Linked DNA regions of Gasterosteus aculeatus: region 2 is linked to region 1. Evidence: chromatin contacts called from public Hi-C data. All regions are on one chromosome and are shown on one strand. Each heading gives the region's core, a stretch centred on a gene start, on an enhancer-like site or on the middle of the called end of the contact. The rest is flanking DNA. Distances are from core to core; before and after follow the strand shown.

Region 1 (6,647 bases), core at 1,183-3,682:
AAAATGAGGTCACAGCGCCCCCTGCTGGAAGACGCCACTGCAACACAACGATTTAACAACAAAAACTAATCACATTTTATACAGCTGATCAAAAAAGACACAAAACTAAAACCGCTCGTCTGTCAAATGACTTTTATCCGTCTTAAGGGGACAGCTCACCAAAATAAGGGCGCACCCTAAAAGCACCTCTGTCCCGTCGCAGTCTTTAGTGAAATGTAGTTCTTTAAATCTCATTTTGTCGATTGAACCCTGCTATGTATGTTCAGTTTAATGTCACGTGTTCCACGGGGAGATTTATAAACGTTTATTTAAGAAAACTGAGTTGCAAGAGTAAAGAAACAGACTATTTTTTGGTTTGTATACTTCATGTTATTTATCAGCCTACGAGGCGCAGCCAGGGGATTTTTCAGAAATAGCATATTTTCAATGGTAATCAAAAAAAAAAAAAGAAAAACATTTATCGGTGTCGTCATGGTGATATAGCCCGGGGGTCCGGGGTGTTTTTTTTTGTTGGGTGGGGGGGTAAACAGGAGTCTCCTTGTACATTTTTATACGCTCCTTGTAAATATTGAGTATAGTAGGTCACCCCACTCCCTGACACCACCTTCTCCACCCTGAAAGCGTCCTCTCCACCTGTACACAGCACACACGCCCCCCTTCACCATGTTTGTATGTTTTGGTGGGGGGGCAGTTTCTCTCCCGGTGTTCAGGTCATCCCGGCCGGTGAGGGTGGAGGTGCCACCGCCCGTGTGAGACGTCTCAGACCTCGTTAATGCTGCATGGAAGGGGGGCAAATCAATCAATCAATCAATCACAATAACCTTATTTTAACTCAAATTATTCTAGTTTTATTTTTACTGAAATTGTTTAAATGTTATTTATTATTAATGTTAGTTTTATTTTTTTAAAGAATCCTTTATATCAAAGATTTAATCTAATAGAAGACTTTAAGGTCTAAAACATAAAGCCTCTATTTATTTCTATCACATCAATATAAAGTATAATAACTACAACTTCTGTCCCCGAGTGAAGTGCAGCATCAATGGACACGTAGATCCAAAGTAACGTGGCGGCACTTGAACCCTCTTCGTCCGCTGTCCCACAGGCCGAGACTTCACATCAGAAGGGCATTCCCCTCTGGCACCCTGGGGGGCTCTGACGTGGTGTAGCCGCTGGGAGAACCTCCTCTGTGTGTGTGTGTGTCTTCATGTCAGGATCTCGTGTGTTGTTTAAGAGTTTCACCTGTTCTTGTGACATCACCCCCCCCCCCATCCTCCCTCCCCTGGTGGATTTTGCATCAGCCCTTCTGTTGTCCTGACGTTGGTTCTAGAAGAGGGGGACGATGAGATTAACTTGGAGACCTTGTGAAATGTGTAAAAGTTCTTTTTTTCTCTGGACTCTTTGGTCGGCTTTTCTTTGGAATGGTCACTGCAGCACTTTCTGTAAATCGGCCAATAAAAACTTGTTTTGGAATCTAGCTGTGGCTCGTGTGTGCGTGTGTACGAATCAGGCTGCATATGAATTGGTTTTATTAGACTCTCCTGTTCTTACATCTTTCAATAAAAAGGGAATAAAAAGGGCGAGGAGAAGCTCTTTGCAGCTAAACCAAAAGTCAGACGTTTCCTTTTAATTTATAGCATGTGATTAATTATTTCTGCAGTTGGTTCAACCGCTGCAAAAACCCTATTATTTTGTATATTCCCTATAGCATGTGATAAGAAATACATATAAGATAATATGGTATATGTCAAAAATCATTTATAGTAGTATTTTTAAAAACAGACAATAGTAATTGTCAATAATGTACAAATGAAGAATCATACGATAGTATGTTGAAAAAATGAATACTTTATTTTGTCTAAAAAACACATCAACTCTGGAAACACGAAGGAGATTATGAACCCATAATGAATAGTTTGTCTCCATCTAGCGGACATTGGAAACACTGCACACAGGGGGGGGGGGGGGGGGCACCGTCACCTCCACCCTCGACTCGCAGAAATAGACCGCGGGATCCCGAGCGGATCCACCTTTGATACAGTGAATACTGGATTATTAGTCTGAAGTTATTCAAACACATGAGACACAACTAGAGTGCGTTTATTCCTTCACAATTTGAATGCATTGAGCCTCTACGGCTCTGACGTCATGCCTCTGCAGCTCTCTGACGTCATGTATTTACCGATGCCTGCGAAGCCTTTCACAAGGACAGGACTGAACAACTAATAATATATTATATATATATTAACCCCCCTATGATCCCACTGCCTCGAGCGGCAGTGACACCTCGAACAGACGTCCGGTCGTCGTCGTCCTCTCACGCGCGAAAGCGGCGCTGTTGTAGTGAGCGCGCGTCGCCACATGGGGGCGGCAGTCACGAGGCAAACGCTTGATCCCCACTCGACCAGCTGATCAACCCCCGAGTCCAGGCCGCGTGTGACGTCACTACGTGCAGACCGGCTCACAGGTGATTGCGTTTCATGCATTTGCGGACCGTCAATTCATGTTATTTCAACAACAGTAATCTGTGTTTAAGGGGAGGGGGGGGGGGGGTTACAGCTGGCTAATCTCGCCTCAACACTGAAAACCACCCAGCATCTGGCGGGAGTGTGAGGGGGGGGCAATAGGATCTCCTTAATATCTCATTTATAATGTATAAAACAACAGCGAGACGGTGACTTCAGCAGAGTTTCTTTATTCACATTTTAAAAATTCTCATGGCGGCACATTGGACTTGTTGTTCTTTACACTTCCGACCGCGAGCCGACGTCCCGCAGACCCACAAACCTCACGAGCCGCGGAATGAAGAAAAGAACGTAAACACTAAAGAAATCTCATGAAACCCCCCAAAAAACCCACACGGGTGTAAAACGGTGGAATAAAAAGATGGAAAGCAGCATTAAAAACTTGATGTGTGTGTGAGGGGAGGGGGGGGGGGCGAGACATACCAGAGGTGTTGACATGTACTCTGTGTGTGTGTGTGTGTGTGTGTGTGTGTGTGTGTGTGTGTGTGTGTGTCTCCGTCTCACAGAGCACAAACACACAACTTCAACCTTCAGATGAATCGTAATCTAACAGTAGCCAGAGAGGCGACACCCCCCCGTTCAAACATGCTGGAGGCTTAAATCAAACCAGCACGTGATGAGGAGCCAGAGATCTGGAGGGGGGGGGGGGGTCTGGTGGAAACCACCTGCTTGTCAACTGAAGACAGCGGAGTGTGTTTGTGTACACATGAAACACTGTGTAATCCACGTGTACACACCAACACAGCCCCCCCCCCCCCCCCCCCCACGTGGCCCGCTGTGTTGTTGGGAATATAAATATAAACACCAACATGGTCTCAGAAGCAGCGCGTGCAGAAAAGACGGCGTCTTCGTTCGTCCCTCGTTTCATTGACCGGCTTTAAAAAAAGAAGAAGAAACAAAACCAGAAGATAAAAACGCGGCGCCCCAGAGGAGACCCCCCGGCCCCTCCCATCGCAGTGTGTGTCTGTGTGTGTGTGTGTGTGTGGTGTGGGGGGGGGGGGGGGGTCACTGGTACTGGAGGTAGTTCTTCAGCGTCTGTGGCAGCGGGAGGCCGTCGATGTGATGGATGCGCTCTCTGCCAAGAGCCAGTCGAGCTACTCGTCTGCACAGGTCCATGAGGGGGAGGGGCTCCGCTGTGGGGGGGGGGGGGGGGGGGGCAGAGAGACACATGAATATTTATTCATCATTTTTAAACAGGCCTGTTCATACGCTCTCCCCCTCCACCTGAACAGCGGCTCACGCAAAGGATCCGTCTGGTCAGCGCGACTTGGCGCCACGTGAAGCAGTGGCGTATACGTTGCCATGGAGACCCGTTCTGTGCATTCGGGGCCGTTCCAGGCCGGGCTAATGGCCGCCGGGCTTTTGGGGGGGGGGTCGAATGTCTTCCCTTCACCTGGTGACGGAGAAGTGCGGTGACACCAAGAATATTTAATCAGCACCTCGGCTGCGTGTTACAAGCAGAGAGAGAAGCAGCACTAACGTGGCAACACAACACACACACACACACACACACACACACACACACAACACCCCCACAAACTGTGGAGGCAAGTGATGTCTGTGTGTCCCAACAGAAACAGACTCTAAACTGCCATACAGCCGTGATGTCAAGCTGCTCCACCTGGAGGCACCATCTGGTGGGGCTGAAATCCTGCTGCTGCCACACACACACGCACACACACACACACACACACACACACACACACGTGCACATGCACCCTCCTGACTGGCTTCTGCCTGTTTGCATAGAGGTTTTATTCATGAGACATCACAGGCTCGCTCGGAGGCTTCATGCTATGATTTATTGATGGCGCCGTCGTTTTGACAAAAGACCCTGAAACTGCTTCATCAATAGTTCACGGCGTCAAACTTTAAAAATCAGCATTAAACCGAAGAAAAGGCCGTTGAAAACGGATCCCGTGGGGTCCGGGGATATTAAAACCACATCAAGGCGGCGGCTCGGTGTTCTGAAACAACATCCGCTTTACTTCCTGTGGAAGGGCATTTCAGAATAAGAGCCTCTAGAAGGGATTTCAGGTTGGCTCAGATCGCTTTGCTAAAATGGGAAACTAAATACATGAGATTACTGATAGTCTGGAAAAAAAAAAAAATCAGCTCACAGCAATTAATCAGTCTTAACCTTACGCATATAGGTAGTTTCCATAGTAACCAGCTCGTCCCGCCATGGGACAACGCCATGGCCCCCCAGCATCGAACGCCCGATTCAGACTTAGAATATGACGTGATGCTTTCAACTAGGGGATCAGAATCCACTGGCAGAGACATCAGGTTCTCTGGTGGAGGGCGTTCATGTTCTGTGGGAGGGGCACGATCCACTAAGCGAGCACGTGTAGTTTATGCACAACACGTACTCCCCGTTTCCTCCGTGTTTTACCCGCCAGCATCATCGCCGCCGACGAGGAGGAAAGAAAAGAGCCAGAAGTAAGAGGATGACAGCCGGCGCCGACAGGATGGAGGGTGGCGCCGTGGCGTTGGCAGAGACGGTTTTCAGTTATTTAACGCCGGCTCGTATCGCCGTCGTACATGGCAGCCCTCCGTCCCTCCCTCAGTCCGTCCCCCATCGTCATCCCTCGTCCCCGTCTCTGCCCTCTCAAGTCTTTGGAGGGTGGGGAAGTGCGGTTAAGGACGCGCCGCTGGACTGCAGAGGCCGTCTGGCTGGCAGTCAGACACTTCATCGAGGGGGGGGGGGGTGTCTGCAGTCACTGAGGTGAGACCACGAATACACGATGGCAACGCACACACAGGCGGGCCGTCTGGCCTAGTTCTAAGAACACAGGTGTGCGTCCTACATATTCAGTGAAGTCCCCAAAGTCATTTCACCGACGGGTCAAAGGGGAGGAAGTGGGGGGGGGGGGGGACGTTATAAAGGGACGGACTGAATTAGATCAATCATGTATAAGATAGGAACTTGGAGGAGGGAAGCGAGACCAGCCGTGGGAGGTCGGGGGCGTCGGGGACTCTGTGTGTGTGTGTGTGTGTGTGTGTGTGTGTGTGTGTGTGTGTGTGTGTGTGTGTGTGTGTGTGTGTGTGTGTGTGTGTGTGTGTGTGTGTGTGTGTGTGTGTGTGTGTGTGTGAGATTGGAACCGCGGGCGTCCAAATGGAACCAGCCACTCGGGAGAGGAAACCAATCACTGAATGAACCGGTGATTCCTTCCCCCCCACCAAAGCAGGACGGCCATCAGTCAGGTCTCCTGCTGCTCGGTGGGGGGGGGGGGGGGGATTGACTGCGTTAATCCGACTGCGCTCAACGCGCACTGTGAGAGGGAAGAGTCATTGATAAGAATATGATCAGAATGATTCTAAATATCCAAAAACCCAAACAACGATTGACCTCTAAAAGGAATCGTTTCATTGGTTCCTATGTGATGTACATTAGCCAATGAGGCGAGCTGAATAAGCCCGCATCCCCTGGACGGGGGAGTGTGAGGGTATCGTGGCAGCAGGGTTCGGGCTCATGAGTTGGCTTAAGTCTGGATTTGCACTTGAGGCCGAGAGGATGGAGATCATGTCGTGGTTTGAAGAGGGACCAGAGAGTCCGGATTCTCCCTGAAAGATGCCGACAGAAAGGAAACAACAATCCATGCAGCTGAGCCACAGACCTTGTCCTCTTCCTCCTCCTCACCGAAATCGCCCACAATGTTAGGTTAGAAATATATAAACAATGTAAAGTTGACCTAACTAGTGACATTACCTGAGGCGATTTCTCAGACTAAGTGCATTCAGCCGTCGGGATGCAAACTCAGAATGGCAAGAAACAAGAAAGTGCAATTTCATCAAATAAGCCAATTTACAATCTGCTTTAGATAAGTGGCGTTATGTCACTGGAGACACAAAGACATATGCAGCAGTTCCTCTTAAAGCTTAAACCCCCCAATGTTTCCCACTACGGAGGGCCAGACGCTGAGCTCAGAGGCACACTGGGACGTCGTCCAGCATTCCTGCTGTCAACACACACACACACACACACGCACACGCACACGCACACGCTGTCCTGTGCCTCGCTGTTAAAACGTGTGTGTGTGTGTGTCGCCCTGACAAAAGGAAAGAGCAGCAGAGAGGAACACTGAGAAAGAAAGACGTTCCGCTCTGGTGGCTGTCAAT
Region 2 (6,354 bases), core at 1,714-4,213, 160 kb before region 1:
GTAATATTCATATTTTTGTCGTTCATTTACGCTGAATTTCAAATCATTTAACTAGCCATGCGAAGGGGAGCCGACATCGGAGCGCTGCTGCTAGCGGAGCGGCAGTGACCCCTATCCCCTAAACCTCCGTCCATTTCGCTACAGCGGCTACGGCAAGTGCTACGCCGAGTGCGCCGCTTGCTTCGGCCAACAAGCAGACGACGTTAAACGATGGCGCGGTTACGAAAAATGACATTCTCACCGCGGAGGTAATGTGGGCACTGAAGGTTGCCAATTCGCATTTTTCTTTTAAGTCATCCGAAGATGTCAGTCAGCTCTTTCGCCGGATGTTCCCTCATAGCCAGATCGCGGCGCAATTTGCTTGTGGCGAAAGCAAATGCTCCTATCTCTGCTCGTTTGGGCTCGCGCCCCACTCCAAGAGTCTAACGTTGTCCAGCGTGTTGACTCAAAGGGCCTATGTCATTTTATTTACAATCCTCATTGTTAGTTTGAACACTACATTTTCTCAATTTTTCATGTGTATATACCGAAATTTCACTAAATATTTGGTCATGGAATTTGGTTTAAAGTCATGGAAAAGTCATGGAAATTCATTGGTCAAAATGTGTAAGAACCCTGTATATATAGGCAATGAAATTGAAATATTCAACCCAAAAATGTACACTTTATTTTGAATACATTGCATTTTTCAATGTTCAAGACGACCATTTGTTTTTCAAGTGATCGACATTTTTGATTTGGCTCCATAAAAATGTGTAATGTAAACCTCTTATGATCATTTGATCATCGTCACTCTAAGAAAACTCTATATAGTAAAAGGTTTGGACATTAAATTGAACAAAACCTTTCACTGGTACTACATGAATTTAATTTGTTTTTCTCCCAAAATTCTACACACACCACAACCACCGATGCAGCCTGAGTGGTCCTGCGAAGAAGAACGGGACTACAAAACAACAATTGGGATCCCCCAGTCAGAGCCGGGAAAGGGAGGTTTGGGTTCCCCTGTTGCCCCCCGCGACCCGACCAAGCGGCTGGAGATGGATGGATGGATGGAAAACAACAATGGTGTTCAATCCATTTATTACAGGTCTCCGCTATCACATTATAAACAGGCAGTCGTTGGCAGATGAGGGTCTCCTTGGTCTCATTGGGCCTTCTTGAACACTTGGCGGCAGACTTTGTCGAGCACGGTGATTTCCTGAGGGAGAGAGAGAAGAGATGAAGACCTTTAGACCGGCGAGCCCAACGTCAGCAAACAAGCGTCCTTCTTACACAATCCGGGCTGAGCTCACATCTGTTCGCTCCAGATAGCGACACATTCTCTTGTTTATTGTTCCTGCGATAGTCTGATGTAATTATCGATGGTTGGGAAGTACTCCAGTACATCCAATATCTTTGTGAATCTTTGTGGCTGCGTACTGGAGTGACTGAATTTGGATCTGATTTCCCGTCAAACACCATCGGATCATTGCCCCCCCTTCCTCGTCCCTCGGTTCTCTCACCACGTGTAGCAGGTCTCCAACGATCCACTGCTTCCAGCCACGATTCTCCTTCTCGCCCTTCTGGACACACACCAGCTGGTCCCCGTCCCAGGTGACCAGCGTCTTGACGGCAGCACACAAACACTTTTGATGCTTGTTCACTCGAGAGGAAAAAAAAAAAAAACGAGAATAACTGCGGACACAAGAAAAACACCCACCATGACCTTCCGGTTGTCCAGGGCCTTCGTCTGCTCCTCAAACTCCTGCCCCACGGTGAAGTCCACCTCGTAGTTCCGGAAGGTGCTCAGGGTCTTTGTTTCGAACCTGTCTCCGTTCTGGACGATGACTTTGGTCTGGTGCAGGTGGCAGGCGATCTTCCTGGTGGCAAAGTCGATGTCTGCAAAGCGCCAAACGGACGGTGGTCAGAGGAAACGGGGGGATTATTTTGTTTCCCGCATACGCGGCGGCGCCCGCGGGGCCGCTTGTTGTGCTCCTTCCCCCGCTGGTCCTTCTCGACAGTCTCAGTCGCCCTTTAAAAAATGACCTCGCTCCGAGTCAAACGGGTTCCCCCGCGCCGGCCCTTTAAGAGCCACCCCGGCCGCTCAGATATTCATATCCCATTTGCCTTAACCTGAAAATTCAATTTCCTCCTATCGCTCTTACAGATGAGGCCCCCGTATTTACCCATCTAAATAATGTTTTTGACCCATTTCCATAAGGATGTCATTTTCCAATCCGCTCGATGGAAATGAGGAGGGAGGTTTTCGGGCTCTCCGTGTGAGCCGAGTGCACCGGGGCTGTTTTATGAATTGCAGATTGAGTCGTGAATAATGAAAGTGTTCCCGGGGCCCCCTCCATCATCGGCGCGTCACAATGGAGGAGCGCCTGTCAATCGTCCCTCTCCCGCTCCCTTCCTCTTATTTTATTTTATCTTTCTAACGACGACCTGGCCCGCTGCCTGATTCCGGGGGGGGTCGGGATCCGTCTTCCTTTTCCCGCGGATCAGGAGGATGAAATGCGGAAAGCAGTGAATCAATACTTATTTGGCGCCATAACAGACGGCAGCCGCTCTTGGGAGGGGGGGGGGGAGGTTAACTCGGCCCGACAGCAGTTCGATGAGGAAATGAAAGCGGTGCCACAGAATTCCTCGTCCCCTTCTCTCTCTCTCTCTCGCTCCAAACGTTCTGCTCGGCCCTCCTGCCTAAACGCAGCCTCCCAATTGACCCCTGATTTGAGGCTTACAAACCGCCGTCTCTTTGCATTACCGTGCTGCGCGGGGGGGGGGGGGGGGGGGGGGCAACTCACCGAGGGCCTTCATGACGTCCTCGAAGTTCTCGCTGCTCACCATCTCCCAGCGTCCGTTATAGTCGGCGGGCATTTTCGTTTAGTGGTTTTGAGGTGGAAGCTTTCACTGTAAGAGGCCGCTCATGCTCAACCCTTTATATACGCTGCAGTTTGTGTGTGTGTGTGTGTGTGTGTGCCAAAGGACAGGGTCCGCCTGATAATCTTACTCAGAATAGTGCGCGTGTGTGTGTGTGTGTGTGTGTGTGTGTGTGCGTGTGTGTGTTTGTACGATAACGATTCCAGGCTTCATGTACTTCCCATATTACGCTCTCGGATGCACTCAGAGAGTCTTCCTCTCACAATCTCCCATTTCCTCCCGTCCGGCCTTCAGCGATCACTCTCTGCGATGGAGGGAGGATGGAGAGGAAGGTGGGGGGGGTGACAGCTGATTACCAGCTGATAACAGAACACCTCGGTTCATTCCTTCAGATTTCTGTCTGAGGGGGGTGGGGGGGTGGGGGGCTGATGTTTTTTTTGACGAGTTTACTATAATTTACTTCATTACTCATGTTCCGGAAATGAGTTGTAATGCGTCGATCGATGCAGTCTTCTTTCAAAGAAAATCACAAAAGTGCAGCTGCAGTGCTCGTACTGACCCGCTTGACCTTGAGGAGGCATGTGGTGGCATGTGGAGGGTCAAAGGTGAGGTGCGCCGAGTGTGTTATGTTTTATCGGAGCTGATAAGATGCGCTGATTCGCAGAAAGTTATCTCTTATTTGCAGCCAATGGCCGTATTGCACCCTTCGGCCGTAATGTAGTAATGTATTAATGTATTGAATAATTCCAAGTACGCTAATAACTATTTTTATATTAACAGCAGAGGGAAGGGGTCATTTAAAGAGCTTGTTTTCAGCCGCAGATAGATCTACTCAAGCCAATTAATGAGACAAAAAAACAAAACAAGATGGCGACCAGTGCTGTGGTGGGAAAATTAGAGGTGGGAAAACTCTGAATTTTGTGATCAAACAGACCTCGACGCGATGCGAAGCAACGCAACACAAAGCGTCGCGACTCTGTAAGGCTGTCCTGGCTGTATTGCATTATGTTATCAGTAAAAGTCATATACAATCAATGGCAATGAATAAATGTGTTAGTAGTTTGTAGTTTATTCAATTTAAGAAAACAGTAAAGAAAAGTATGTCAACACAACACAATTGCAGATTAAGAACTATCTACATGCAGTCTCCTTTTTACAGTACTTTTACTGACTTGTTTTCAAATAATCTATGTTCACAGTGTGTTTCGCTTACAGGCTACTCTACACCTTTCATGACGTCAAATAATTGATTAAGCTTATAGGCCCATTCAGTGAAGCAACAGCTTTGCTCCCCGCTCACGTTTTCTATGCGACAGCAGGACATGATGCTCATCGTGAAAGTAAACAACTAATATATTTGACCTTGACCGCGAAATTTGAAGATTCTATAGCTAAACTAAAACATTTCACTTAGCATTTCTCTCAGCTATGTCTAACTGTCTTGCACAGAATCTGTCGACAATTTTTCAATGAATTAGCCTAATCTGCAGGAATACGCGTGAGGATAATTACTCATTTTATTAGGTCTATTTATTAGCCCTGATGGCGACAGCAGCTTCAAAAAGTCACTGGTGATCAGGAAGTGGAAGTAACGAATTACAAATACTCACTTTACTGTAATTAAGTAGAATTTTTGGGTACCTGTACTTTACTTGAGTATTTTCTTCAAGTGTGTAATTTTACCCATACTCGAGTACAATTTACACCATGTAATCTACTTTTACAATCAAAAGTTGCTATTGAGTACGTCCACAATTTAAAATAATATTCAAACCGTCAGATTTTTTTTTTTTTTCAATGCAAATCCTTATTGGCTGTCAGATTATAGGATGTAATATAAGCAAAGGCCAACTCGCTGCTGCAGCGGGCAAATGTAAAATACACAGCGGTGTAAAATGCGGACTGAGAATTTGAGAAAGAAGCCAAAATGGAGACAGAAGTGACCACGGAAAATAATGAAGAAAAGAACGTCCCACCGTCCATCCACTGTCCTACAGGTCGAGACCCCTTAGAGCGTTTCTCTCTTGCACGTGTTTTGCCGTTTGCACGCGTTTGCATGTGTCGCCCACCGTAAAATTGCCTGTCATTTTTCTGTATTGTTCATCTCAGAAATGTGCTTTAAATTTGAATTTTATACATCGAATGCCTGCTAACGATGCAATAAAACATCCATCGGTTAAAAAGTAATTTGTACTCTAAGTAGTAGTAGTAGTAAAAGAGTACTTCTACAACGTATTATTTTAACAATAGTACTTTTACTTGTAATTGAGTACAATGTAAGCAAGGTAACAGTATTTTCAGTACTCTCTCCACCTCGTGATGACCACGTCCACAGTCTATGATCCAGACCTGCACGGGTGACAAAACACGATGCTAATGATGCTACTTCATGGCCAATAGGTGCATGTTGGGACTATAAAGTGGAACATGCGCGTCTCGTTCCTTTCCACCACACGGGGGCGATGTTGCTGCACACAGGCGGAGGCTCCCCGGGACGACGCGGTGCTCCGCGCGCAGCAGCGGCCCGTTATTCTGTGATCAAAGTTGAGACGACGCAGCCATCTGCTGAGCGGGAACTTCTCCCGCCGTCTCCCTCTCTCCCCCCTGCGTCTCCCCCCCCCCCCCCCCCCCCCCCCCCCCCCGGGTTCTGCTTCCGTCTGGTGAGCCTGCGGGAGTCTAAGGAGGAGCAGTACGGGACGGGAGCGCTGGAAGCCGCACTTGATGATTTAGAAAATTTGCAAGTAATCCTCTCGGTGTGACGGACCGCGCGCGCGCCCCCGCACGCACGCGCGCAGCCTCTCGTGGACTTATGCAAATGCAATTAGGGAAGTTTTAATAATGCACGACGGCGGATCTATTTTCAAGTCTGCCTCATTCACACCTAATGGCACTTCCTGCCCCCCCCCCCAAAGCAACCTTAGAGACATCGTGTCTGCAGCTGCGCCTCTGATTCCTACGACTTTTCCAACCCCCCCCCTCTGAGTGTTTTTTTCCATCTCGGCCTTATGCTTTTCACAGTAATGTCTCGTGCTTCCAGCTTTTCATGCAGCGCTCCCCCCCCTCCTCCTCCTCCTCCTCCTCCTCCAATATCCTGTGTGATCCAATTCAATTTGCTTCATTAACGTCGCATTCAAAGCCGTGCATCAGTCTGTACACCCCCCCCCCCCCCTCTCCTCCCCATCGCTCCCATCTCTTCCTCCTCCCCGTTGCCATCGGAGCATCAAAGGTCAGATTAACCGCCATCCTTGGAGGAGACAAACGTCCGCTCTGTGCGGTGGATTCCGGCGGCGGGCGCATCTGTATCCGTAACGCATTCGCGTCCCGCCCCGCGGACTCTTAATGGCGCGGCGTCTCGCTGCGTGCTTGGATGCCGCAGAGAGGATTGAAAGGGCCCCGGTGTTCCCACACAATTCACTGAGTTCTGCTTTTATCTGCCTCGTGGAAGCGGCGGCGTTACATGCGTCAGTCTCCATGGAAGGAATTCATGCC

The links. Hi-C and Micro-C count contacts between places; a contact is called where the count stands out from the background.
Region 2: a Hi-C map of skeletal muscle shows a contact between it and region 1, with 3 times the contacts expected there. The contact joins the promoter of LOC120820037 here to the enhancer-like site in region 1. A contact is called at or near these places in 3 of 6 Hi-C or Micro-C datasets (skeletal muscle and whole body).

What each region holds. Positions count from the first base shown.
Region 1 is chr1:2,387,571-2,394,217 of fGasAcu3.hap1.1, reverse strand. It overlaps LOC120827251 (SPRY domain-containing SOCS box protein 4-like), which reads right to left. Exons shown (of 3, transcript XM_078107249.1): 3 at 2,680-3,658. The coding sequence ends at 3,531. LOC120828740 (calsyntenin-2) reads left to right here. Exons shown (of 17, transcript XM_078107278.1): 17 at 1-1,477. Among protein-coding and RNA genes, the nearest start is that of LOC120827251, 16 kb to the right of the region's middle. Within about 2 kb of position 2,432, at least 5 of the 9 cell types and tissues checked have open chromatin away from gene starts, as enhancers often do.
Region 2 is chr1:2,546,384-2,552,737 of fGasAcu3.hap1.1, reverse strand. LOC120820037 (retinol-binding protein 2) reads right to left here and starts at 2,963. Exons shown (of 4, transcript XM_040177662.2): 1 at 2,790-2,963; 2 at 1,703-1,881; 3 at 1,506-1,607; 4 at 1,067-1,201. The coding sequence starts at 2,862. The coding sequence ends at 1,148.